Regions from separate parts of the Mus musculus genome. Here region 2 is linked to region 1. The links are chromatin contacts, called in public Hi-C maps. All regions are on one chromosome and are shown on one strand. The core of a region is the stretch at or near the end of the contact, and the rest is flanking DNA. Distances in the headings are between cores, read along the strand shown. Region 1 has its middle 6.8 kb from the start of Mir181b-1. Region 2 has its middle 47 kb from the start of Gm34353.

The links. A called contact is a pair of places that touch in the nucleus more often than the background predicts.
Region 2: a contact with region 1 is called in a Hi-C map of the N1E-115 cell line, with 5 times the contacts expected there. The contact joins two enhancer-like sites. A contact is called at or near these places in 2 of 39 promoter capture datasets (HPC-7-derived erythroid cells and second pharyngeal arch cranial neural crest), 8 of 484 Hi-C or Micro-C datasets (the N1E-115 cell line, cortical neurons, double positive thymocytes and 4 more) and 2 of 115 datasets of contacts at active chromatin or transcription factors (the SCID.adh cell line and T-cell acute lymphoblastic leukemia).

Annotation. Positions count from the first base shown.
Region 1 is chr1:137,970,215-137,976,618 of GRCm38.p6, reverse strand. No RefSeq gene overlaps it. Among named protein-coding and RNA genes, the nearest start is that of Mir181b-1, 6.8 kb to the right of the region's middle. Within about 2 kb of position 3,863, at least 40 of the 459 cell types and tissues checked have an H3K27ac peak or open chromatin away from gene starts, as enhancers often do. A contact at or near this core is called in the N1E-115 cell line, the SCID.adh cell line and T-cell acute lymphoblastic leukemia, where this site is marked.
Region 2 is chr1:138,037,394-138,043,797 of GRCm38.p6, reverse strand. No RefSeq gene overlaps it. Among named protein-coding and RNA genes, the nearest start is that of Gm34353, 47 kb to the right of the region's middle. Within about 2 kb of position 2,982, at least 85 of the 459 cell types and tissues checked have an H3K27ac peak or open chromatin away from gene starts, as enhancers often do. A contact at or near this core is called in the N1E-115 cell line, the SCID.adh cell line and T-cell acute lymphoblastic leukemia, where this site is marked.

The DNA.
Region 1 (6,404 bases), core at 2,614-5,113:
TGACCACATCATCTTTTAGAAGTGACCCTCCATCTCCTATGCTGCATTTATTAGATTATGCCACTAGGTCCAGCTCATGTACAAAGAACAGAAATGACACATAAACTTAAACATATTAGGAAATAATAAATTCACGTTATGAAAGGCAGTTCCCTACTCTTAAGATGGGTGATGTATGGGGTCAGAGGTCATTCTAATTTGGTTTTGATGGTTTTAATAAAACATTGACAAAACAAGAAAAAGATTGATTTTACTTACAGTTTACAACGGTCTATAGTCTGGGGAGGCTGAGACAGGAACTTCTGAGACCACAGAGGAATGCTGCTCACGGTCTTGCTTCTCCTTACTTGCTCTGCTATCTTTTACATGCAGCCCAGACCTTCTTGCCCAAGGATGATAACACTCTGAGTGAGCTGGGTCCTCTGACATCAATAAGCAGTCAGCAAAATGTCCTGCAGACATGCTCAGAGGCCATTCTGATGGAAACAATTCCCCAACCGAGATTCTCTTTTTCCAGGTATGCGGAGGTTTGTGTCAAGTTGCCAAAAACTTACTGACACAGTTGTTAAATATAATAATGTGTACACGTTATTGAGACTTTTAAGCTTTTGGTGCCTGAAGTTCTTTCCTCCATTATAGATATCATCCAGGTGCACTGGAACTCTGTGGTTTTAATTACACCATCTCTCTTCCAGGCAAGGATAATTGCCTCCTAAAGTCAACACCTCAGATAGCAAACCGCTGTTGCCAATCCCTGTTCTTGCTCTGTGGCTTAAAATTGTCTGGGAGTTTCTACCCTTCAGGACAATAGACAAAGTTTTAACATGGTTTCTCTAGCTTTTTCCCTACAATTTACTTATCTCTTTTCTATTTTTGATTAGATTCTTCTTTTATATAATACACCCTGACCACAGTTTTCCTTCCCTCTCTTCCTGTCACTTCCCTGCATCTCCCCTTTTCTCCATATCCATGGCCCCTCCATCTCCTTTACAGAAAATAGCAGGCCTCTAAGAGACCACAGCCAAACAGTACAAAACAAGGTACAATATGACAAAGCAAAAGCCCTCATACTGAAACTAGACAAGGCATCTCAATAAGAGGAAAAGAATCCCAAGGGCAGGCAAAGGAGGCAAAGATATGCCTGCACTCACTGTTCAATTTCTGTGAAGCCATGTGAGGACTGCTTAGGTTGATTTAATAGGCCATATTCTTCTTAAGTTCTCCACCCCCTCTGATTTCTACATTCCTCCATCACCCTCTCCTGGGGGGGGTTCCCTGATCTCTGAGGTGAAGGACACAATAGAGAACTCCAATTTAGACTCTCTCCCTCTCCCTCTCCCTCTCTCTTTCTCTCTCTCTCTCTCTCTCTCTCTCTCTCTCTCTCTCTCTCTCTCTCTCTCTCTCTCTCTCTCTCTCTCTTGTATCTGGCCATGGGTCTCTGCATCTATTCCCATCAGCTGCCACAGGAGGCTTCTCTGGTGAATAATAAACAAACAGTACGTCAATCTACCCATCTATGAGTATAGCAGAATATCATTAGGAATCATTTCATTGATTGATTGAATTCTTCCTTCCTTCCTTCCTTCCTTCCTTCCTTCCTTCCTTCCTTCCTTCCTTCCTTCCTTCCTTCCTTCCTTCCTTCCTTTCTTTCTTTCTTTCTTTCTTTCTTTCTTTCTTTCTTTCTTTTTTTTTGGCAGCCATATTTGGCTATACACTAGGTCTCTGGCCTATCTAGTCTCCTATCCCTGTCCATCCGGACAGCATAGAGCATGGTCTACCTTTATGGGCTGGCTACTCCGACAAGTTCTACACCACAATTGCCCCAGCACATCTTGCAGGCAAGATAGATTGTAGGTGAAAGTTTTAGTGGCTGGGTAGGTTTCCATTTTATTTTTCTTTTCATAGCCTACAGAGTACCTTCTTATGTCAAAAAGATTAGACTATAGAGGTTTGTCTACTCTTGAATGGGACATGGGGTAGCCCACCTCCACAGGGAACTCTGTTCCAGCCACCACACTAACTTCTTTCATTTTCTTGAATTATTATTTTTCCCAGTACTAGGTGCCTGTACCTGTTATTTTCTCAAGCTTGGATGCTTTCTGTATTAGTCTCCTGACCCCAAACAGTTAACATTTTAGCTTCTCTTCTTCATCTGCAGAAAGAAAATATTACAGTAGACCAGCTTGGGCCATCTTAAGACTAACTCTAAACAGTGGAGCTGTTAAAGGATTTTGGCCCTAGAATCTTTTTGGCATATCACACCTTAACTCCATCTAAATTAATGCTCTTCACCAACTAACAATTGTATCATTTTTATTTTTCAGCATGAAAAGATCTTGGACTTATTCTTTCTGTCACTGTAAAGGAGGTTTTAGTCTTTTTTACATTACTAATAATATTCCTGTCTATATTAAACATGTTTCATTTTTTCCCATGAGTTTTTGGCAGGGGTATGTGTTCCTTTGCTGTGCACATTGATCAAACTCAGCTACACTTTGACTTTTTCTTCTTTCTCGAAGTTTCCACTGGTCTCCTTTTCATTCTCTAGCCCTTTCTTTTGAAGTCCTCTAATTACAGAAGTGTGGTTGAGATCTTCATCTGTAAGTAGAGTTCAGGTTCTAAGAGATAATGAGTATGTCTGCTCTCACTCTGATGTACCCCAGCACTTAGCTGTACAAGTAAATGCAGGGCTTCCTGGGGCATGCTTTTGAAACAATCGAGTAGATAACTGTTGATTTCATGACCTCAAATTCAAAACCAAGAAAGTGCATGTATACATACTTCTTTAATTTTCAGTGTTTTAAGACTTTGATTTTAGGCAATGGTTGATTTTTTTTTCTACATAATAAAGGAGGATACATCTTCCCCCTGTAGTAGGCTGTGTTTACCAGTTGTGAAAGCCATCTAATAGTCCGGAGAAAGGCGATTTCACCACCCTTGCCTTCTGACATTACAACAACATGCCTGAGCAGCTGTGCAGCACCAGAGCTGCCACAGAAATTCTTCTCTGAAAAGGTGATCATGTTACACCCCAGAGCCTGGGATCTGATTACTCTTGCTATAGAAGCCTGGAAAGCTACAAATGTCATTAGTGGCCATTAAATTACTTGGCTTGGCTTTCAAAGACTATCTCTGATGTTTGCCTCTGTGATCTCTCATGGCTGTAAACGCTATAAATTGGGGATGTATTTTCACAGGGATTCATATTCTTTGAAAGATTCTATGCATTTTTTTTGTCCTTCTGCAATGAAATCAGAGGCTGCACTTAAGAATTCAAATGGAGAAGCAAATCTTGGAATTAAGTCTGTGTGAGTATTGGCATGCTCAGACCCTCTTCTGAACCCACCCACTACTCCCTTCTGTTTTACCATGTTCAAGCACTTTCATTCTACATCTAATTTTAATGTGCAAACCATCTCATTCCCTGCAATTATAAAGCATGTGTTAGCACTTAAGCAGCTGGAGGGGGTTGCCTAAGGTAAGAGGATTGATAACATAGACCAGGCATCTTAAAAATGGCTTTGTGTGATCTGGCACTGCTAGCTAAGACTTTATGTTCATGGTTCCAAGCTGTCTGTCCGGGACTTAGAGAAATTCAGGCAGTGAACACACGGGGCTATTTTATTCCTGTTACTTGGTGTTGATATTTCAGGATATTTTTGCATAGCAAATGTCTAGTTAAGGAAGTCTGAAGGTATTCACAATCTGCTTTCTTAAAGGAGCTGGAAAAGGGAATAAATTTGTCTAAGGTTGATGGCGAAGTGATTGGAAAATATGACTAAGATCTAACAAAACTGTACCACGTTCTGACAGCATTGCAGAAAGCAAACAGATTTGTGAAAATGCAGATTTCACTGCTACTTCACCAGTGCCTCTTCTCATTACATCTTCAAGATTAAGAAAAAAAAATCAGCTTATGTCTACACGTTATCCTTACCTTAAGGATAAGGGGTAAGAATTCACATTTAAAGTCAGTACCTTGGATAAAAATAACCACGAGAATCCAAAGTAATCTTAGAAAATTCTTTAAACATCTGTAAACTTTAAACGACTCAGAATTACAATAAGTGCCCCAGATTTTCCATCTGTTTTACATACATCAAGTTTTCCAGGCCTAACCTAATTGTATTTTAATGTAAGCAGTAAAACCAAATAGGGATATTCTGTAGGTACACCATTTGCTTTCTGATCCTGAGACAATCCTACCTACATTGCTAGCATCTCAGCAGCTGACAGTGTCATAACTGGTGATTTTTAAAAATCGTGATTCCTTCCGTTTTTCCTCTTTTTTTTTTCTTCTTCTAATGATGGATTTTGGAGGCAACAATAGGTTCTTAGATTTGACTAAGTAGTGCAGTTAGATCCAACAATATGATCAGCAGGTGAGGGCATTTGCCACCAAACCCGATGATCTGAGTTTGATCCCCTGGTACTCATATGGTTAAAGGAAGGAAAAGACTCCAGCGCGTCTTCCTCTGACCTTCATATGTGAGCCGTGGCAGGCAGAGACACATGCACACATATATGAACACACTCACAACAAAGAAACTTTAAAAAAAATAAGCAGAGTAGTTAAATTCACATATAATAAATACAAACATAAACACTAGGGTCCAATAATTTAGAAACATTATGTGTGCCATAGATATAGATAGATATAGATATAGATATAGATATAGATATAGATATAGATATAGATGATGTAGATATAAATGATATAGATATAGATGATATAGATATAGATGATATAGACATAGATACAGATACAGATATAGATCTTCCCAAGACATCCACAACTTAGTTTTGACTCACAGCCTGTGGCTGAAAGTATTGAGTTATATGAGTTAGTTATTCATTTATAGACACTGCTGTGGGAACAGAATGGAGGATGGGGGGAGAGCGGCAAAAGAGACATATCACCAATTCCAGGAATCAGACATGGGAGACCAACATCAGGGTGCAGATCTGAATTTATTGCAGAGCACATACATTTGTATACAGTGCTTAGCCGATCCCTAGGCATAAATTCTTGGCCAATCATATCTTGTCACACTGTCATTTTGCTCCAATGAGAACTCTGCCTGCTGAGGTTACTCAGAAGCAGCAGGGTAGAGGGGAGCATTGTCACTTGTTATGCTTTCCACTAAGATAGGGGAAGCAGCCACCACCTTCACCTTAGTTCCTTTTTGGTGTCTCACTGATGTTCAAGGAGCCATCTAAGATCTAATTCAGTATACAGAAGCTCATGACTCTGAGGAGTCCCAGGAGACTCTGGCAGCTTGCTCTCCATTCTACTCTTCCCATCACAAGGTTAACCTCCACTGCTTTCGCTAAGTAGACATGTTTTTGACTTACTTATTCATCCAAAATGTATTACATATATTACACATCTACTATAAGCTTGACATGTCTTTTGTATCAAGTTTAGAGCAGAAGAAAGAAAGAAAGAAAGAAAGAAAGAAAGAAAGAAAGAAAGAAAGAAAGAAAGAAAGAAAGGAAGGAAGGAAGGAAGGAAGGAAGGAAGGAAGGAAGGAAGGAAGGAAGGAAGGAAACCAGGAAGTAAAGCCCTCTAACTTGTGCAGATTAAGTTAATTTATGAGTAAGCAAGACCAAATATTTTTTGCTTTTAATATTTTATTAAATGTTTTGGAATTCGGTACAATGTATTTTGATCAAATTAACTCCCAATTCCTCCTGTAAGACCTTCTCCAAATTCATGGTCTCTTTTGGTAAACTATTTTAAGTTAATAACCCATTGGCTCCACTTTGAGCATCCATATACTTTTGGGAGGGGGACCATCCACAGGAACACTGTTGATCTTCTAGGAGCCGCATTCTTAAAGAACCCCCAGGCATCCCTTGAAAAGAATCTGTGATTATTTGCTTCTGTAGACTCCTTACCTGTCAGACTCTACACCCTCAGCCCTAGAACATGAACTCCACAGTACAGCTCTCAAGCCCTCGCGTGGCCTGCACTGTGACATTTGCTATGTTAATGTCTTGTCCTATTTATAAAAGAATATCTTCTCTCTCTAATGGTTTGTGAGGATTAAAGGAAAAGTTGTATCTCTGTTTCTGTATGATAAAGGTAATTCCATTTAGCCTTATTTTTGTAAGTTCATCAAATCTTTTTTTTTAAATTTATTTTTTATTAGGTATTTTCCTCATTTACATTTTCAATGCTATCCCAAAAGTCCCCCATACCCACCCCCCCAAACCCCTACTCACCCACTCCCCCTTTTTGGCCCTGGCATTTCCCTGTACTGGGGCATATAAAGTTTGCAAGTCCAATGGGCCTCTCTTTGCAGTGATGGCCGACTAGGCCATCTTTTGATACATATGCAGTTAGAGACAAGAGCTCCGGGGTACTGGTTAGTTCATAATGTTGTTCCACCTATAGGGTT
Region 2 (6,404 bases), core at 1,733-4,232, 68 kb before region 1:
GGGGGAGTGTCCCCATAACTGCTTCCAGGGGAGAACCCAGTTCTGTCTCATGCTGTGTTAGGGTTGTTTATTGTCTCTCTGGAGCCCCCAGTTTAACTCTGTTGGGCTGATGACCAACAGAAGTTCTGCCTCAACAGGCTGGCCGACAAGTCCTTTCAGAACTATCCAAGCATTAGACTTTTTTCCAGCTCAAATATCTCCACAGTTTAGAAAATAACAAAAAATGAGTGAAAATGAGGTGAGAAAATATTAATTGGTGACAGCTCCAGAATAGTGTTGAGGACATACCACACTGAAAACAACGCTCGTGTTTGCTCCGTTAACTCAGCCCTGCAGAACACTCTGGCACCCTGTTCATTTGCACTGCGATCCCGGTCTTCTGTGACCTTGCTGCTGCCTCTCCACTTTGGGGGTTGATCTTCTATGTGCCTCTGTTTCTTTGCCCTTATGTAAGAGGGAGGGCAGCGGTAGCATCTCCTCAAGGAACCTGCTTGATTTTGCTACTCTGTGCTTTGCAGTCTCCCTTTAATATGTGTGAGGCTCATTTTCTCGATGAAACACTTGCCTGGAGATTCTAGTTAACCTTGGCTTTTTGTTCACGTGAATTTCTCTTACCTTGTGACTCTGCGCCTCTAAGGGTAATTATCCCATGAGATCTCAAACTATTCCTTAAGGTGAAGCTTTCCAGCAAGGGGAGATGGGCACCTCTGTGTTTCTAGGCTTTGATTTCCACAGACTCCGCAGAGTTCTTAAGCCATAGGATCCTTCAGGCTGGCAATGCAAATTGGAAGCCTCAGGCAAGACTCAGGTCTTCAGTTTGCCCTTGACTCCAGAAGACATTTGAGCTATTTTTATTTACTTCGTGCTCACAAAATGAACACGTTTGAGGAAAGCTGACTTACAAGGGAATAAGACCTCTTTGCCACTTTGGTCAAGTGTTTGTGGTCTGTAGGCATCCTAACAGGATCAATCCAGTCTGTCCTTGTGACCTGTATTGACTTAAGACTCACTACTGCTTGCCCTTGGCCTCTGAGTTATAGATCACAGAACCACACAGGCTGTATCACAGAGCCTCTTGTCTTCATTAGCTATACTGAGGATTCACACTATCATCCTTGGGCCAGAGGAGGGATGCACCCCAGAAAGGTGGACTTGTCTCAGAGATCTGATAGTTCCCCAATTTCATTATTAGCCTTGTCTCTCTCCACACAGCTTCAGGATAATGATACAAAAGTAGCCTGGGTTTTCACATAAGGACTTGCATTTTTCAGAGTGGTCCTGTCCTGGGTGCTGGAGACCCTGAATCAGCTGTAAGGAATTTAGTTTTCCCTTGATGCTTTGTTGCCATTGGCACTAACATTTGGACCTCTCCCTATCTCTGTGTCTGTACAAGTGCTGCCCTGTGGCTCAGTTGGTTAGCTTTAGAGTTTCCTTGCCTCTCCCAATTCTCCACCTCTGAGATGCACTAGCGTCTCCCTGACATAGTCCAACTTGTGAAAAAACAACAACAAAAACCAAACAGCTTCTCATATCACATAAAATTTGTATCCAATATATATTGATCATATTCCTTTTCCTCCTCCAACTTCTTCCTACCTCCCTACCCACCCAACCCATGCATTTCCCTCCCTCCCTTTCACCTTCCCTCTCTTGAAGACCCCAAAATGAAAACGAGAAACACATAAATAAAAAAAAAGAAGGAAATCAATAACACACACACACACATAAATACCAAAGCAAACCAAAACGTGTACAAAACAAAGCAGGGTGCCCAGTTCTTGCCCTCATGTAGATCCTGTCTTGTCTTCCAGGCTGGCATCCTTTGACATGGCTTTCATCAGCGAACAGCTGATCTTTCATGTCTGTGATCCCCAGCCTCAACATCTGCCTGAAACTCACATCTTCCAAATGCTATGCTGATGGCACTGGGGTGACTAAGCAGCGCTTTGGATCTTGACCGCTCTATTGCTTTTTATCTGCAAAAAATAAACCCAGCATCGGCACCATAATAATTCCACTTGCCTTCTTCTCCACTCCAGCCAACATGCTCCTGACTGAAGTGTCAGCAAGCAGGACTTGCCTGCCCCTTGCTAATCTCTTCCTCATCGCCTGGACTCTGGAGGACACGAGAGCTTCTGCCTCCAGCTCCGGGCACTCATTAAGAGTCATTTATATTAATGCACCTTCTAATGGGAAAATCAGTCAGGTGGCATAAAATTTATTAAGAGGAAGAATATTTAAGTTGACTCTATGTCCTCGTTTTTTTTTTTTTTTTTTTTTTTTTTCAGGTGTGCACAAGGGATCCAGCTTCCTTCAGAAAAATATTGCATGGAAATAATGGCTTTTAAAAGAATGGTGGTGAGGCAGTTTACGCGTGTAACTGTAATTTAAGGTTTATTGATTCTTTCTTTCCTCTTATAAGTATAAGATTTTTCTATCTATACTACGGAGATACACAGCCATTGATTCAGAGAAACTGTCTGACTTTAGCTCTCTACTTTGACTAGAAATATAAATAAATAAAGAGTTACTACATTCTTTGCATGGATTTTTCTTTCATCCTAAGTACTGTATTGACTGGCTTGTTACCCAACAGACTCCCCCCGCCCCCCACCTCACCAAACACACACACACACACACACACACACACACACACACACACACACACACACAGAAAGAAAGAAAGAAAAAAAAGAAGAAAAGAAAGAAAGAGGAGAGGAAAGGAGAGGAGGGGAGGGGAGGGGAGAGAAGAGAAGAGAAGAGAGGGGGAGGGGGAGGGAGAGAAGAGAAGAGAGGAGAGGAGAGGAGAAGAGAAGAGAAGAGAAGAGAAGAGAAGAGAAGAGAAGAGAAGAGAAGAGAAGAGAAGAGAAGAGAAGAGAAGAAGAGAAGAGAGGGGGGAAAGCCTGCTGTGTTGTCTGCTCTTGTGACTCACGCTAACTAATCAGATGAAACTGCGCTCTGTGTGTTCATTTAACAAACTAAACACACCACATAGGAATCATCTCAGCATCTCCCCTGCAGCCGAGTTTATTTAAGGTCCTTTGGCAGGCACTGGTCCTGGAACAGGCAGCTACTTGGACGCTCTGTTCATGCAATTTGACACTTAATGGTTTTCCCTTGGCTGAGAAACTTAGCAAGCAGAAATCAGGGAGAAATCCAGAGACCTGAGCATTGGCCCTTGGGTCTATGGAAGGGAGTGGTGGGAAGTAGGGGGGTGGACAGGACTGCCGATGGCTGCCCTGTTGAAGAATCATCCTCTGCAGGAGGAGAAGGCCCTGCGCTTACAGTGCAGGCAGGCCCTTTGAAAGGTGGGTGGGCAGATGCCCCAGCTTGTCTGAAACTGCAGCTCCTAAAGAACTGGATGCCCTGACTTTGCAAGGCAGACTGTGGAGGGGGCGTGAATCAACCTTACAGAATTAACTTTTGAGACATGTCCTGTTGACACAGTTGCATGACTTGAGAACAATTCCTTAGTTGCTCAGAGCTTGGTTTTTCTGCAAAACATTTCTCTAAAATTGAGACGATGTTATTAATTACTTGCCAGTTCACACTTTCTAGTTTAATGATAAATACTGTGGTTGAATTTAAGGACCAATTTTCTAATGCCCGGCTAGTTCCAGTTTTCTTATGAAACTTAGAACTTATGAGAGTTATTTCCAAGGGCTGAAATAAAGCCTGTCTGAGATAATGTACAAAATCTATTACAAGATTAGGAGAAGCAATTGTCATCCAAGCATTAGGACCACTGCGTGGATCTTTGAGATCCCCATCACAAGGCAAGGATGGTAGACGTCCTTGCCATGGTGAGATGGGGGTGGGGGGCAGCAAATAGCAGATTCCTGTAGCTCCCTGTCTAGTTAACTAACCTGTTAGGTAAAGGTCTTGGGAATTGCAAGCTCTTACAAACCAAAGTTGGAAGATGCCTGAAAAATAATGCCTGAAGTGAGTGTTCTTCTCACCTCTACCAGCACGTGCACACATATACAAATGTGCTCACACAACATGTATGTACACACACACACACACACACACACACACACACACACAACTGTATTAACAATAAAAATAAAAAAGAATGATTTATCACAATAAAGTTCTTATAAGTGAGTCTTATGGTTCGTTATCTTTACAAAAAAATCTCCTCCCCTGGTCATAAGATTTAGACTTAGGTACCAATAAGAGCTGTGTAGAACTAGGCTACAGCTTCAGGCTTAGGTGCTTTACCTACTAACTCAGCTTAACCACAGTCTAGTAAGAATTCATGCTGTCAGAAGCCAGCCTACTTGCTCTCTTTGTCTCTTTTCCCATCCACCTGGCCTTGCCTGGGCCCTTTGATCTCGGTATAGGCAGAGGCTTAGTTCTCATTGTCTGGTTCCCAGACAAATCCCCACTTCAGAGAGGAAGTTTCAAAGCAGACTCAGCTTCTCCATCCTTCAAGGCAGGATACTGAGTCACTCTTCCTGTTACTGTTAAGTCCTAACAAAGAGCTCTAGCACTGACCACAGACTCCTGTCTCTACTCACAAGGAATCCCCCAAGGTGGCCTCATGAAGGAGATGAGCCTGCCAATACTGGCTCCCCTGTCTACTGGCCACTCCCTCAGCCATGTTTCTGCTTCTGTCTTCTGGTCTTTTGCATTCAGCAGTTTAAAAACACAGGCACTGCTTCCCTGTCTTATTTTATAGACAATCGCCACCCCCGATATTTATTATATTCCTTGTGGGATTTTGCCTTTAAAGCAGGGAAGGAAATTTGGAGAACTTACGTAATGTGCCTGGGACCACACAAACATTTACATTGATAATGACAGTCAGTGTGTTTTGCATTTATTACTCATTGATATGATTGAATCAGCCACAGACTTTCTTTACCTCAGCAATGTTTCAGCAAGTGAGAGAGAAGTGGAGAGAAGTAGTGCTCTCTCCTTTTTCTGTGGTATGATATAGACGATGCACACTTGAACACACCTGCTTCTTACCTCTGTTCTTATGCCGTTGGTCAGAACTTACAACACGGCCACATTTAGCTACAAGAAAGGCTGAGCCAGTGGTGTTCTTATACGTATCAAAATTTCCATTATTATAGAAGACAAATATAGAAATGAGGGCTAAGCACTTTTTAACCACAGTGCTTCAAGATGCTTTCATGAAGGTTAGCCACATTAAAAATGTGTGAGTTTGGGTCAGAAAGATGGTGCAATGGTTAAATGCAGTCCTGCTGCTGGGGTTATAAGTTCAGTATCCAGCACGCAATTCAGGCTTCTTACAACTAGCTATAATTCTGATGCCCTTTTCTGACTTCAGAGGGCAAGTGGACACATACCACAGATAGACATGTACATACACACACACACACACACACACACACAGTACATGTGTGTATAAATAAAAATAAATACTTTTTACAAGTAAGAGTCTTTGTGAATGTCATAAATAAGTTCTAAACTAACATTCCTGACATGTTTTAAGGAAACCCTTCTATTTCACAGGTCCGGGTGTTTTACCAGCACCTGGAAGGCGCTCTACATTACAACAAGCACAACAGACACAGAGTTTCCATGGGGGCAGGCCCTCGGGGCTTCTTGTAACTGAGGTTTGTGCTGCTGTGCAAATCACAAAGTGATCCAGAAATCATAAACTCTGCAGATTTGACCGTGAGCTGTCCTGCAATTTAATTTTATTTTCATGTTGTTTGCCTTTTTTAAAGATTGAAACTAAAGAACAACAACAGATCTTTCTCCTCTGCCGTGGGGCCTCCCCTTGAGTGTAGCCACCAAAGCAGGCTGCAGATTAGAACTCCTACCAAAGAGCCTTGCATTTGAGGGTTGTGCCTGTCAGGTATTACACTAATCTGCTTTGACAAAGCTAAAGTTTACATCTGGTCTTCACTTTTCACAGCTGCAGGACTAACAGGAAGGAGAGACAGTCTCCGAATCCCACAGATGCAGCAGCAGTAGCTCTCTCCATGTCCTGCTTCTCAGAGCCACTGGATACAAGTCAGGACGGGAAGCCGGGATCCTTTTCCCGCATCTGAATAATCTTCTGTGGGTTGCAGGGCAGCCAGCCCCAGCCTGGCACCCTTGGTTTAGCTGAGGTCCAGGCATAACAGGTCCACCCTGCTGTCTGAGACCAGGCACATTGAAGAGGACGTATGTGGGTGTTTACACAGGACCAGTGAGCTTGGGCCAGGCTCAAGCTGTGCTTGGGTTCTCACTTCTTTGAGCACTGGAATTCCCCAGAATTTCCCCCAAATTAAAAGAACCAACAAACTGTATTGCAAACACAAACAGAGTTTGTTTTTTCTTTTAACAAGTAAAAACTAATTTATGCTAAAGCTTTGTTGCCTTCAATCAAACCAACCTCATGATCTGCTGCCAGTACGGTCCTCTCTGAACATCTCAAGTTC